Regions from separate parts of the Drosophila melanogaster genome. Here region 2 is linked to region 1. Evidence: chromatin contacts called from public HiChIP or PLAC-seq data. All regions are on one chromosome and are shown on one strand. The core of a region is the stretch at or near the end of the contact, and the rest is flanking DNA. Distances in the headings are between cores, read along the strand shown.

Region 1 (2,602 bases), core at 67-2,566:
ATATATCAAACTCGTATTGAAAACGGGCGAAGCCAAAAGGAGCATTGATGATCCATCTAATTAATAGTTGGTAGGAGAAGTTCGAGTTTACGACTTGTTTATTTAATAATTTATCAGAGTTTTCCGTAAAAACTGAGATCCGGTCAACTACCCACCATCACATAAAAATCTGGTTTTCAAGATAATTTTTTAGCTTTAGCTTGGCTTGTTAGCGTTTTGTGCGCACAAAGTCTAAAAATAGCACAGAAAATAAAAAAAAAATATTTTTTGGAAAACACTTTTGGGCGCCCTTGTCAACGCTAATGCGGCGCCAAGGGCAACAATTGATTGGGAACTGTGTCAATCATGATTGTTGGACGGTTTTTAAGGAATAATTTGATTGAATTTATGTTGAATATATTCTAAATTTCTTGTAGTTGGGGACTCACGTTTTATGGCTTTTTTTATTCTATGGCTGGGTTGCTTGCATGGATCTTTAAGTTAATTACTTAGATGTCCAGTAAAGTCCCCAAATAAGCCTGATTAATAATATTCAATTTCCTCAACAGAATCCTTCGGAATATATTTTTTCTAGTATTAAGGAAGTTTACCTTAATAAACTAACATCAGTTTATCAGAGTTATGTAATTTAACAAAAGCCTTCCATCCGGATATTATAGTTAAATTTTTCTTCATCCTGGTTCCCATTTTTATTTATTTTTCCAATCAATCATTTATTGCCTCAATCTCTACATCAACAAGTTCTTAAATTTCTTAATGATCAGCCAACTTGCTCAAGCTTTCAATTAAGTTGAAAGACGAATCAATCATTCAGCACCAGTTGTGCATTAATCAAGAAATCCCGGCCAAAAAAATAAAGGGGGGGGGGGGTATATGAGATTATATGGCTCTGTTAGATTTGGATCTATACGTCTGTATAATGCCGCACATGGAGTTACTCAGACGATTTATTAAAACTCAACGGAAAATCGAGACGCGGCGGCGAAGACACTTGCTCCACTTCCAAAAGCTTACAGCGCAGACAGCGCGACTCCACCGCATAAACAAACAATCACAGCATCCCCAACGAACGACCACAGTGATGGCACAAAGAAATAAATGAGAATCAGAAATGATAAAATATCAGATCAGAATAAATATAAGCCTTTAAAAAGGAAAAGTAAAATTAGACAATCTTTGTTAAATTTTTAAGTTAACTTAATAATAAGTAAATATTCTTAAGCTGAAACTAAAAACTAAATAAGGAACTAGGAACTAGCTATGAGCTACTTAATCTAGCTAAGAACTAGCTAAATTATGTTCAGCTCTGCGCAGTGGGAGCAAGCGAGATAGCGCGACAACGGCAGCGCGTGCGCGTTTGTACAGTTAGACACACATGCGCCAATATTACGTATACGTATACATCGTCAAATATTACGTATACGTACAGGCGCAACTGTTTGTATTTGTGTGGCGACGCGTGCGGCGCATGCGCAGCTTTTATTTGATTGTTGTTTTTTCGGTTCTTTTTTTTTGTATTAATTTTTGTTGACCGATGTGTCCTAACTAACCGATCTTTATCTTTATCTCCAAGCGTGGCTACCTTTTGCCCCTCTGCCGTTTACACATGTCGCTTTTTTATGGCCCCCTCCTTCCCACGGTAACAGAGCTTCTTCGTTATTCTTCCTGAGATCTTTCAGCTTACTCTCCGCCTTTTTTTTGCCATAAATTATTGTGGCTTTTGTTGCTTTTATTCGTTGTTTTGGCTACCATCATAATTTGCACCTGCACGAGAATCGCACTCGCAAATTAGGTGCGCTTTATTGGTTGGCAAAAAGAGAGATATGAAGGGGGTTTTTGGGAACAAGATTTAGAAATACAGTATCCGCAAACTGTTTGTGTCTCTGCCTATGTTATGTGTTTCATATCAAAATTCTTAAATATTTTATTAGTTAATGCCTATTGAAACGATGTGTTACAGAACAAAGAAAGTTTATACCAGGCTTTCTGGAATCGTTGCAAATAAAACTGACTAAAAACGGTATGTGTAGTAGTATAAGATGGTAATCAGACTTTTCAGTGGTACTGTCGGTGTCAGGCCATATGCCCATAGGAAAGAAAACACGTTTGACCATTAACGATGACTGACTTTCATTAGATAGATGGCCAAAATCCAGTTTCCCTTCTCCATTTCTGAGTGGGTGCCTTGGGTAACATCACCGATCGCCAACAACTAAGTCGCATCATCGATACCCAAATCAAATACAGTTCAATTCCATTCAAATCGAAACGCGGGCTTGATCGTGATCGTGTTCGAGAGGCAAAGACATTTCCGCTTACTTAGGCGCAACAATTTCAAAATTGACAGCTCCCCGGTTGCCAATTAATCTTTTATTGGAATCCGTATGCGAGTGTGAATCGGAATGGCCCAAAGCCATAAACCAAATCCAGATAAATTGCTATAAATGTCTTTCCGAGTAGAGTTCATAAATTAAATCAACTCCAAATTAATAACACAAAAATAAAAAAAAGAACCAAATTCGCATTCTGGTTTTTCATCTTTAAAAGCTGCTTGACGTGGGTGAATTTAGAACTTGATAGTTCACTAGGGGAAACCATTGAC
Region 2 (2,602 bases), core at 65-2,564, 88 kb before region 1:
AAACAATTTATAAAGAAATCATACAATAGGCCAATACCAACGTTTTAGCAATCTAAGTCTAAGAAGAAAACTAATCGAAATTTTCTTTACAACAAAACTAAACTAAATAATAACTAACGTTTGTAAACCTTGTGCGTGTGTGTGTAAAACAGTAGTGCTATCTAAATATAATACGGATTAGATATCGCATAATGCATCAACCCTATATAAGTACGAGTACATACATATTAAAAAACCTAAAAAAAAAAAATCAAACTAAAAGAAATATAAACTATATTTGTGTGTTTGATGTCAGTCAACTAAATGTTAAAGTCAACTAACGATCACGTAATTGTATTGCATAGCCTATAACATTTTTTGAACGAAGCAAACCAAGTCGATTCGATTTAGCATGAGTATCAACTTTATACTACATATACACTTAACGACTAAAGATAGACACACAAGTGGTACAACTAAGAGGAAACACCGGATGCAGCAGACACGAAAACGAATACCTAATCGATAGCGGATGCTGGCAATGATTAATTGATAATTGATTAATTGATTGGGGACTTTGATGACGGGCAAAACAATTAAAAATACTATACAAAATCGAAAAAGTCGTGAATGTTTTATTTGCTGGGCGGAAGAATCCAACCTACCAAAAAGTATTGCCTACTTATCGGATGATTGTTGCGATCCAAGACATTTTTATAATTTGATATTGAAGGAAAGGTTGGTCGTCCTGAGAAAAATATCGCAAATTCTTGCTTTTAATAGATTATTATTATGTTATAAGCAAAACATGCAACGCATAACAACACGGCGTATGAGTGATATTATTAGTAAATATCGCACATACGACCTGTGTTTCATTTGCAATGTTACTCATACGACACGTGTTTCGGGAATATATGAATGTTAATATAAGTTTCTAAGTGGAAAATACCACAGCGCCCGCTATTGGTGGTGTTCTTTGCGATTTGCCCACAAAGAAAGCTCTTGGCTTATCGTTTTGGTAAATTCATTCTCAATTTTCTATGCATTTACCACCGAAGCGCCCTCCGTTGGTCGTGTTTTTGAGAATTTTATCGTTTTAGTTGCGAAAAAGTCTTGGCAGATGTCGCTTTGCTGCGCAATCGTCCTGCAAGAGTGCTCTCTATCTACGGCTCTACGCTGTCGCTTTCTGGCCCGGCAAGCGATACTCCCAATGTTTACATTTTACCGACCTGATACCAAAGCGGTTGAGCAATCGTTTCGACTTCGGGTGTGAGTCCTCGTGTCCTCGGCTCTCAGCTGCTGAGGCTGCTTTCACAGCCGCTGATTTTGCCACAGTGGCTCCGTTATTTGTGCGTGCGCGTTGCCAATAAACGGGCAGCGGCTTCTGCTCAGCTCTCGTGTGATACAAAAATGTGGATTCCTGTGGATTCCGATTGATTGTTTATCGTTAACCGTTGGCCGATTCGGCAGTGTGTCTTTTCCCAAATTTTAACCGGTATTCAAAATTCCTGTGTGGGAGTATGTGTGTGTGTGCTGGCCCCAAAATATAGGCAACAAAAGGTGTCAAAACGGTTAAGCAGGCAGCTTCCTCTCGCTCTCACTCGCAGTCTCTCTCTATCTGTACGAGCATATTCCTCTGCAGCGCAATGTGTTTGTGTTATACACAGGACACAACTTTGAATACAGCCATAAAAAAAAAAAACCAACTCACACGTATACGGAAACGGGATTGGATACCGTAACATGGCTTGCGCCCACGCACGACCATATGCACATCCTAAGCGGCAAGAGCGCACTCTCTAGCTCTCTCTCTTGAACCTTTCTCTCTGACTTGCACAGTGGGTGTTATTTTTGTTTCACATCTCCAACAATTTGAGAAAATTTTATTATAGTGTTACATTTTTTTAAAAAATTAATATATTTTAGGTAATATAAATACAATCTATTTTATGTTTTTTACAAATTTTGTTTGTTTTGGAATAAACTTGACAAGCCAAAGTAACCCACTGTGCAGAGAGACAGTGTCCCTGTTTTTTTTGTCTTTTTTGGGTGAACTGAAATGATGTTGACTCAACGTGCCAGCAGCCAGCCAGGCGCTAACGGCAACAGCAACAACAACAACTACAGCAACAACCTGACAACGAGACAACAACTGCGTTGTAGTTGTGGAATGCGCAGCGTTTAATAAGTGTATTTTCCACGCAAAATTACACAAATTGTGTGCAAAAATTAGATGGTGAAAATGAAAGAAGCAGAATTGCTATTAAAAGAAGTGCAAAAAGTGTGCTGATAACGAGATAAAAGAAAAACCGTAACCGTAACTCTTCGGAGCAAGCAAGAGACAGAAGAGAGCGAGAGCGCTGTGGAGAGTGAGTGGAGAGGCAGTGGCAAAAAAATTCGTCATTCATTCACAAGTGCAATGTAGAAAGCAACAACAGCAACAAATAGGGGCAAAAATAGAGCGGCTTAGGCAGCAAATAAAACAAATAACAAACACAACAAAACAAAAAAAAAAAAGGAAAAATGAGTGAAGCGCGTGCTTAACCTAAAAGTGCAGGCCACTCACCCACACAATTACACACAATCAGGAACTCAAGCACGCTAAGCATACACATACAAA

What was found. HiChIP or PLAC-seq counts read pairs in DNA pulled down with a chosen protein or histone mark.
Region 2: a POLR2A S2P HiChIP or PLAC-seq map of the Kc167 cell line shows a contact between it and region 1, with 4 times the contacts expected there. The contact joins the promoter of hwt here to the enhancer-like site in region 1. A contact is called at or near these places in 13 of 107 Hi-C or Micro-C datasets (the Kc167 cell line, cellular blastoderm embryo, embryo and 2 more) and 3 of 6 datasets of contacts at active chromatin or transcription factors (the Kc167 cell line and the S2 cell line).

Annotation. Positions count from the first base shown.
Region 1 is chrX:12,479,160-12,481,761 of dm6, reverse strand. No RefSeq gene overlaps it. Among named protein-coding and RNA genes, the nearest start is that of Cpr11A, 6.5 kb to the left of the region's middle. Within about 2 kb of position 1,316, at least 7 of the 39 cell types and tissues checked have an H3K27ac peak or open chromatin away from gene starts, as enhancers often do. A contact at or near this core is called in the Kc167 cell line and the S2 cell line, where this site is marked.
Region 2 is chrX:12,567,164-12,569,765 of dm6, reverse strand. hwt (heavyweight) reads left to right here and starts at 1,314. Exons shown (of 11, transcript NM_001272555.2): 1 at 1,314-1,477. It overlaps Pits (Protein interacting with Ttk69 and Sin3A), which reads left to right. Exons shown (of 3, transcript NM_001272557.1): 3 at 1-597.